Regions from separate parts of the Sus scrofa genome. Here regions 1 and 3 are each linked to region 2. Evidence: chromatin contacts called from public HiChIP or PLAC-seq data. All regions are on one chromosome and are shown on one strand. Each heading gives the region's core, a stretch centred on a gene start, on an enhancer-like site or on the middle of the called end of the contact. The rest is flanking DNA. Distances are from core to core; before and after follow the strand shown. Region 1 overlaps KIAA2012. Region 2 overlaps CDK15 (cyclin-dependent kinase 15). Region 3 has its middle 16 kb from the start of FZD7.

The links. HiChIP or PLAC-seq counts read pairs in DNA pulled down with a chosen protein or histone mark.
Region 1: an H3K27ac HiChIP or PLAC-seq map of skeletal muscle shows a contact between it and region 2. The contact joins two enhancer-like sites. A contact is called at or near these places in 1 of 47 Hi-C or Micro-C datasets (embryonic fibroblasts) and 1 of 2 datasets of contacts at active chromatin or transcription factors (skeletal muscle).
Region 3: an H3K27ac HiChIP or PLAC-seq map of skeletal muscle shows a contact between it and region 2. The contact joins two enhancer-like sites. A contact is called at or near these places in 3 of 47 Hi-C or Micro-C datasets (embryonic fibroblasts and skeletal muscle) and 1 of 2 datasets of contacts at active chromatin or transcription factors (skeletal muscle).

Annotation. Positions count from the first base shown.
Region 1 is chr15:105,742,281-105,745,403 of Sscrofa11.1, reverse strand. The region is part of intron 13 of KIAA2012; the gene reads right to left. Among named protein-coding and RNA genes, the nearest start is that of KIAA2012, 63 kb to the right of the region's middle. Within about 2 kb of position 1,508, at least 31 of the 83 cell types and tissues checked have an H3K27ac peak or open chromatin away from gene starts, as enhancers often do. A contact at or near this core is called in skeletal muscle, where this site is marked.
Region 2 is chr15:105,492,569-105,495,498 of Sscrofa11.1, reverse strand. All of the region lies in intron 12 of CDK15 (cyclin-dependent kinase 15), which reads right to left. Among named protein-coding and RNA genes, the nearest start is that of CDK15, 93 kb to the right of the region's middle. Within about 2 kb of position 1,363, at least 4 of the 83 cell types and tissues checked have an H3K27ac peak or open chromatin away from gene starts, as enhancers often do. A contact at or near this core is called in skeletal muscle, where this site is marked.
Region 3 is chr15:105,658,719-105,661,623 of Sscrofa11.1, reverse strand. No RefSeq gene overlaps it. Among named protein-coding and RNA genes, the nearest start is that of FZD7, 16 kb to the right of the region's middle. Within about 2 kb of position 1,448, at least 4 of the 83 cell types and tissues checked have an H3K27ac peak or open chromatin away from gene starts, as enhancers often do. A contact at or near this core is called in skeletal muscle, where this site is marked.

The DNA of each region.
Region 1 (3,123 bases), core at 259-2,758, 250 kb before region 2:
AAAGACTATCTGGCAATGGTGTTGAAGTTGAAAAACTCTGTGTTAAACCTTTTGTATTAAATCAAAGCTTCTAGGAAAAACAAACATTATTTTTTAATGCCTGAATTAAATCCCACACAATTAATTTAATAACGTCTCTGGCTGTTTCCAATTTTTTTGTATTACAGATAGTGCTGCAATGGCCACCTTCACCCATTTTTTTTTTTTTTTCTGCTCAGCTATTTCCTTAGGATAAATCCCCAGAAGTCAGAAATACTGAATCAATGGATATGAAAATTTTCCATGTTTCACAAGTCATACTGCCATTTTGATTTACAAGCGAATTGAACCAAACTACAACCCATTGGAAGTGTGTTAAGTGTATCAGTTTTACCAATACCTCAGCAGTACTGAGTGTTACCATTAAAAAAAAGGTGAGAGAAGGCACAAATCTCAAATCTCAAATAAAAATGGCACCTCCAGTTTGCCTCAATTTATTTATTTATTTATTTTTTCAGTTTGCCTCAATTTAAACTGCTACTCAGACAAAAAATTTGCTATTCAGGATGAATCTTGTTTGTTCTCTATTATTTTTGACATGAATTGTTTATGTCTCCTGCTTCTTTTTCTAACTGGTTTTCAATGTTTTCCTTTTAAAATCGCTCATAATCTTTACCGAGCATAGCTAGTCATGCTGTTGCAGTTAATGCAATTATTTTTCTTCCTTTTTTAAAAGTTTTACTTTCTCCTCACTCACGATAGATATATTAACACTCCTGCTGGAATTTTCATTTACAATTTTAATGCTCTTTTTAGGTGCTAGTAACCTCACGCAACCTTTGGCCTCTACATAGAGAGGCCCTGGGGAAGAGGAAAAGCTTCTCTAGTGATTGATGTCAGCCACCGAGCTAAGAGCAGGGCTTGGACTCTGACCGTATCCCGGGAACTAATTTCCCTTAATCAAATGAAAGACCTTAGGAGGAGCCACAAGGCAAAAAGGAAAATCTATGTGAAGGAGAATACCAAATTCTGTGAGGAGCGTGGAGGACCTGCATTCAAAAAAGGGCACCATACCTTTAGGACTTCAGAACTGGCAAAGCTCCACATGCAGCTATTAATATGCAAAAAATGCCTTCATAAATACTTGATTCTGTTCACAGTGGGGAGGCAGTTCATTTGAAAGAGGAAATGGGAGCTTGGAGTTGAAACACGTCTGCTTGTCTCCTTTTTCTTTTTTCATTTCTCTTTTCATCTCCTCGTTTCTCCTAGTAGGTTTCTTCCCCCTCTTTCCCCAACTCAACCCCCTCCTGCGACTCCTAGGACGTTGTCGCCAGTCGCTACTCATTTCTGGTTTTGGTTTTACCGCCCAGGTCCGCATTCTCCACCAGGGGTGGAGGAGGTGCCTCGGCGGCGAGTCCCACCGGTTGCCCGCCCGCGTGCCGGAGGCGGAAGACGGGATCCCTCCTGCTCGCGGCCCCGGCGCGGACCGCGGCTCGGGAAACGCACAGCCGAGGGTTTAAAAACTCCAACCAGTAGGGGGCACCAGAGGCAGCCTCCAGAACTGGGTAAATCCGGGAACCCGGTCACGTCTGCAAAGCACCCGCTGGCTTTCACTCTCACCCGCCCGTCAGAAATTGCTTTCCAAATCGAGGTATGTGACTTCTCGTGAAAGCGTGGTGATGCCAAAATAGTCCACCCTTGGTGGGGGGTAGTTGCTATTTTGGTTTTGTGTTTTCACTCGAAGCTAACACACTGATAAAAAAAAAAAAGTAAAAGTATTTTGTGACTAAACTCCTAATGTGGTCCGACCCCAGGGAAGGGAGGGAGGGGGTGAATTAGGGGGCAGTTAAAGGCCAGGCGAGCAGAAACCCCTGATGCTGATAGAGATCAATTTTGTGTGACCCCCTAGCCTGCCGCAGAGTGGAAAGGCGACAGAGGGAGGGATTCACTGAATTTGCCAGTGGCTCATCAAGGTACGTAACCGAAATCTGCTGGGCAGAAATTTGTCTCTAAATCTTTTCCAGATGATTTATAGTAAACATGAAATTAGTCATTTACATAGAGTAGGTTGAGGAAGTAGTTAAAATTGAAGTGATTAATAAAGAGCCATTAGCCTCCAAAAGTACGGGGGTGGGGGAGGCGCAGAAGACACTCCCCTCCCCTAAGGCGCCCCACCCTCATTTTCTTCGCGTTTGGGGGCTAGTGGGGCGTCCGAGACTTTTCCTCAAATAACTTTCCTTTAGTGGGGCGTCTTCTTTTTTTTCCTTTTTCCTTTGGCCGGGCCAGAGGCATGTGGCAGTTCCGCGGCTGGGGATTCCCACCCGCGCAGCGGCAAAACGCCAGCAACTGCAGTGACAACGCGGGATCCTTAACCCACTGTGCCACAGGGGGACTCACAGGGGGACTCACAGGGGGCTACTTCTAAAGGAAATAAAACTTGCTTGAACAAATCAGCTGGTTCTGGTGGGAACAGCCCCCTCCTCTCACAAAGGAGGCACAGGCAATTCTCTCTCTCTCTCTCTTTTTTTTTTTTTTTTGCTTTTTAGGGTCACACCCATGGCATATGGAGGTTCCCAGGCTAGGGGTCTAATCGGAGCTACAGCTGCTGGCCTACACCACAGCCACAGTAAGGCCAGATCCCAGCCGCATCTTTGACTTACACCACAGCTCACCACAATGTGGGATCCTTCACCCACTGAGCAAGGCCAGGGATCGAACCTGCCACCTCATGGTTCCTAGGTGGGATTCGTTTTCACTGCACCCAGATGGGAACTCCCAGGCACAGGCAATTCTCAGAGCGAGCTGGTTTGTGCAGCCTCACAGGGGAAATGAGGAGACTAGAGTTTAGGACCCTCGGTCTAGTGGTCCTGTTTTTGACTGCAAGGGTAATAATTCAGTCTAGGACTTAATTTGACATGACGGAGCCACTCTTTCATTGCAGGTGATATGAGGTCTCTTAAAATACAACCATGAGGCTGTGTGAATTTGGAGTGTTTAGGGTATAGGAGGTATTCTCAAGGCCTTTGGAGTTGTGGAATTATTGAAATATAGCACAGTGTATTTTCCTCAGTCACAGACTCTCTTGAAAAAGAAAACCTTCTAGATCCCTTAGAAAGAGTGTCTTCAAAGCAGGTATGTTAAAAA
Region 2 (2,930 bases), core at 114-2,613:
GAAACCTGAGTGAGGATTGTCCTATTATTATTAAAAAGACACCTTCAGATGATAATGGCATTAAGAAGAGGACGGCCTTCCTCTCACTGGAGATCTTGCCTCCTTAACCATCCAGACCCCATCATCTTTCAAGACTCACTCACAAAGCCAAACTGGACCCCCACAGCTGGAGTTGAATCTCACCTCCTTTGACCTCCCAGAGCACTTCACACTAGGTCTGCAGCTGTTTATATACTTGACTCACTGCCTTAAGGACTGTAAGCTCTTTGAGGACAGAGTCCATGCCTAATTCATTTTTGTACCCCTCAATCTCATATCTGAGAGACCCTCAATAAATCTTCCATGAATGAACTGAACTCAATTCTCCCACTACATTAGAAACCTGAGTCTAGGATGGGCCCGTAGTCTCAGCGATAAGCCAAAGAACTGGAATAGGTTCAGAGTAGAATAAGGAAACAAAATAATTAAAAGGTAAAAGAAAAAGAATCGATATTGGGTGTGTGGGTGGTTGGGGGGGAGGTCAAAGGAACTTAGAGAAGAAAGCTTTGGAAAGTGATATCAAGAGATCTTCAAGTGTATTAAAGAGATAATATCGAAAAGAAGGCCTGAAGTTCTTTTATGGGAGCAAAAAAACTGCTCAGATTTTAATGGGGCCCTGTGAATAAAATCTGCTGAGACTACCAGAGTACAGATACTAGGGTTGTGTGATAAAGGGTAGTGATAAATGCCATGTCTTCTTCCATCCCTACAGGGACCGAAGTCTATGATGACAGGAAGGACTCTGGTAAATTGCTTTTGCAAAATTACTTGTGAAACAATTGCAAGCTTTTAAGTTTCAGGAATTTTTTTTTTTTTAAGATGCTGAAACTTAACTTAAAGGAGAAGGGGGATTTAGTCCAGGAAGGAATGGGAGAGACTCAAGCCTGGGATTTGCAAAGCAAAATGGGACCAACGCACAGAGAGAGACAGCCTTTGATGTCGTTTCCATCAAGGACCAGGGCTTAAGGACCAGACTCTTAAATCACGTGGCATTTACTGCCCAAGATAAAAAAACTACTTTTGTGGATCAGTGTCTGTGGTTCAAAATGGCTAGGTTCCAAAATCAGTTTTCACTTTCCAAGGGTAACATGTGGAAGGCTCCCTGCAAGAATGGGGTGGGGCCAGCCTCTAGAAGGGGCAGCTTAATGATCTTCTGCTCCCCCCACTCCTGAGTCATTAAGCAGCGTTCCTTTCCCTGAGCCCAAGTTCATGCTGAGGGCAAAGGGAATTAAACGAAGAAGCTGAACCTGCAGCTAAGATTAGAGAGCTGCCAAGGGCCTAATTTTAGGTCCTAGCTGCCCCAGCTGACGTCCGGCTCTGCTGGCTCAGCCATGAGGACCACAAGTGTGGCCGTAAGCTGATGACTGAGTGGGTAGAGCGTCTCTCCGGCCATCTGCAAAAGCAATTAGCTTGCTGCTGGGGGTGTTTTCAGAGAGACTACCCATAATTTCTCCTTCAACAAATGTTTCTTCAGGTGTTCAAGAGTCAATAAGGGAAAATGTCAGCGCTTGGCAGAAATTCCCACATGCTTGCCATTCTAGCATGCATGCTTCTCCACTTAAGAATGCACTCGGAGGGAACTAAGCCTAAAATTCCTGGATTTTCATGGCAAGTGATCCCCTGGGTTCCTCTGGCCATCAGCTTCCGACCACAACCTAGGGACCTCTCGACTTCGTGAAAACGGACACGGATGGATGAGAGTGACCCCTGCATTTTGGGGGACTCTGCGCCACGCTTCCACTGGCATTTAGGCTGTCCTTCCCCTCTTCACACGGTTCCTAGCCTCAAGTTTCATGCTTAAATTGTCTTCGTCAGAGGGCAGACAATAAGAGCTGGCATCTCCCAGATCAAAGGGGAAACAGAATATATTTTAAAGTGACAACTTTGTTATCCTGAAACCAGAATAAAACCAGAATAATAAAAATGATACAAATATAACTCCCTAAGTGATTCCAGGCTGCCGCCAGAGAGGAAAATTTCTTGCATCATTATGCCAGGGAAACTCTCTTTACAAACCACTCACAAGAGCATGTCTTATTTTTGCACAATTCTTGTTTCTGGGCAGCCACCCCGAGTCTGTGTCCCTGCGGGTTGGGAAGTGTGATAACGGCTGGCGCTCCCAGTCTGCAAAGGAGGCTCTCAATAAAGGCTCATGGCCACAGATGATGGAAAAACAGCTGGCACTGCCAGGCTAAGGGAGTGCATCCTTAAAATCCATGGTCTTGATGAGGGCCACTGTTCTCAAGGCGCACAAACTGGCCCTGGTGGCTGCTCTGTCTTCCTCTGTTTTTCCTTTCAATTTTCCTGGTAGCTTTGTTTTCCCTGTCTTCTTGTCCATGTCCTATCTGTCGATCTGTCTCTCAACCCACTTCTGCCATTTCTGCCCCCGCCCCTCACACACACACACACACACACACACACACACACACACACACACACACACATACACACACACTCGATCTGCCCCCCTTCCCCTGTCTCTTGGCGCTGGCCCTTTCATCTTCTCCCTCGGGGATTCGAGATGTCGCTGCAGGAAGTGCTTGTCGGCCGAGGCAGCAGCAGCAGAGCCCTGTGGCTTTGACAAACCTCATTTAATTGGGAGGAAGCCAGGAGAATTTGAAAGAACTGAAACATCCACGAAACTCCTTTTATCAGGCATAATTTAAACTCTGCATGGAAAAACCCCTATATGTATAAAGAAAAGTCAACTTCCCTCCTGCTGTGAGCACTCCTCGTCTCCCCCCCAGCACAGGCAGGCTCCTGCAAGATTCCATCTTTTCATTTTTCTAAAAGTGTCAAAGTAGATTTGGGCTCTGTGGCTGGGTGAACAGAGAAGGAATACAGATCGGTTTGGTCCCTCTCATAGACCCACATGTGCAAGTGCTCTCTCT
Region 3 (2,905 bases), core at 199-2,698, 170 kb before region 2:
AAGTGCTTTACCAGCATTATCTCATTAACCTGTCCTCTGACCCCCAAAACATCCACATTTTACTGGGGCTGGGTGTGAACAGAAGAGAGAAAGAAGAGTTAAATGGTGAGGATGGATTTAGAATTCAGGTCTCTACATTTCCAGGCTGGGTTGCTCTTCTGTAACCTGTCTTTACTCTTCCATGAGCCACTGAAGCCCATTCTAAATGATGGGGGCCTTGTGATTGGGCAAAGTCTTCTTTTATTTTTTATTTTATTTTTTGTCCTTTTAAGGCTGCACACGTGGCATATGGAAGTTCCCAGGCTAGGGGTCAAATCTGAGCTGTAGCTGCTGGTCTACACCACAGCCACAGCAACTCAAGATCCAAGCTGTGTCTGCAGCCTATGCCATAGTTCGAGGCAACACTGGATCCTTAACCCACTGAGCAAGGTCAGGGATCGAACCTGCAACCTAATGGATGCTAGTCGGATTCGTTAACCACTGAACCACGATGGGAACTCCTAGGCAAAGTCTTTTAAAAAGGAGATACAACTCTGTTGCCTTTCTCTGTTTTCAGTGTGTCCAAAGAATTGGAGAAAAATGCTAAATATTCTACCTGTATCCTCTAATTCAGGAGTTCTTAATCTTGGTTCAGTGGGTTTGGAGGAAATAGTCTGCAGTCTTGGGCATTTTTGACCATATATGCATTTTGTGGGGGACTGAGCCTATAGTTTCCATCAGATTTTCAAAAGGGTCTATGATTCCTCGAGAAAACCTCTCGGTTCTTAGTTTTATTCTCTAGCTATAGTGAGGAATTGTAGCCAGTCCATAGCAAAACTAGTACTTTTGAGGGAGTTCCCATTGTGGCCCAGTGGGTTAAGGACCTAATGTTGTCTCCATAAGGATGTGGGTTCGATCCCTGGCCTTGCTCAGTGGGTTAAGGATCTGGCGTTGCCACAAGCTGTAGCATAGGTTGCAGATGCAGCTTGAATCCCGCACTGCTGTGGCTGTGGCGTAGGCCTTTAGCTACAGCTCTGATTGGTCCTGTAGCCTGGGAACTTCCATATGCAGAGGGTATGGCCCTAAAAAGAAAAAAAATTAGAAAAAAACCCAGCTGCTGCTTAGAGTTCCAACTATATGTTCAGCTCTATCTAGTTATGGGGTTATGGAGCAGGAGAAATGGACTTTTCTTGATAACCTATAAATCATATTTCCAAGGGTGCCAATATTTTATTTTGCTCAGGATAGTCTTCCACATATATGATCCATTCATTCATTCTTTTATTTATTGATCCAACAACATTCACTGAATGTACTAATTTCCCAGGGCGGCCGTAACAAAAACCCACAAAATATGTGGCTTAAAACAACAGAAGTTTATTCTCTCACAGTTCTGGAGGGTAGAAGTCTGAAATGACATGTCAGCAGAACCATGCTCTCTGGTCTCCACGGGAGGGAGCTTCCTTGCCTCTTCCAGCTCCTGGTGGTTGCCAGCGATCCTTGGCACTTGTCTTGTAGACACAGCTCTCCAGTCACTGGTTTTGTCATGACAGTCTCTCCATCTGTCTCTCTTCTTCTTCATGAAAGGACAACGGTCATATTGGATTAAGGGCTCACCGTACTCCAGTATAACCTCATCCTAACTCAGTTAACTCCATCTCAACGACCCCATTTGCAAATAAGGTCACATTCTGATGTTCCGGAAAGGACATGACTCTGGGGGGACATTATCCAACCCAGTACCCTGAGCATCTCTAAGTACTGGGTATTATGCTGGGCACTGGAGACTAAATAGAAGACACATCACTGCATAGGCACTAATAATACTTAACAACCTTGCTTGACTTTTTTTTTCTTTTTTCTTTTTTTTTTTTTTTTTGTCTTTTCTAGGGCCCCTCCCACGGCACACAGAAGTTCCCAGGCTAGGGGTCTAATTGGAGCTGTAGCTGCCGGCCTATGCCAGAGCCACAGCAACACAGGATCCGAGCCGCATCTGCGACCTATGCCACAGCTCATGACAACACTGAATCCTTAACCCACTGAGCAAGGCCAGGGATCGAACCGGCAACCTCATGGTTCCTAATCGGATTCGTTAACCACTGAGCCACGATGGGAACCCCGACATTTTTTTTTTTTTTTCAGTCCAGTAGTGTCCCTTCTTCTTGGAATTCCTTTAGTTGTTCCAGGGTGATGCAGGGGTGTCCCAGGGTGATGATGGAGACATTTAGGTCTCTGCTCTGATTTTCTTCTGATCTACATTCCCGTCCATTTTTGCAGGGAGCAAAAGAACTACAGTGCATCCAGTTAGGGGCCTGATTAGCTTTTGATGGTCAAAATAACTACAAATTTTTCCTTTTCATCAAAAAATGAATTCCAGGAGTTCCTGTCATGGCACAGTGGAAATGAATCTGACTAGGAACCATAGGGTTGTGGATTTGATCCCTGGCCTTGCTCTGTGGGTTAAGGATCCAGCGTTGCCGTGAGCTGTGGTGTAGGTTGCAGACGCGGCTTGGATCTAGCTTTGCTGTGGCTGTGGTATAGAGTGGCAGCTGCAGCTCCCATTCAACCCCTAACCTGGGAACGTACATATGCCTCGGGTGCGGCCCTAAAAAGCCAAAAAAAAAAAAAAAGAATTCCCAATAGATAAGCAACAGGGATTTACTGTATAGCACAGGGAATCATACTCAATATCTTATCATAACTTATTATGGAATATAAGCTGAAAAATAATGGAAACACTTTGCTGTACACCTGAAATGAACCAAAAATTGTAAATCAACTACAGCTAAAAAAAAAAATTCATATGATTCATGAGTATGTAGGGCAAGCGTACACAGACCAGCATTCCCAGAGTGCAGTCTGCAGTGCGGGAATGGTGGGGGGTGAGGCTGGAGAGCGAGGCAAAGACCACAGAAGGCCTTGCATG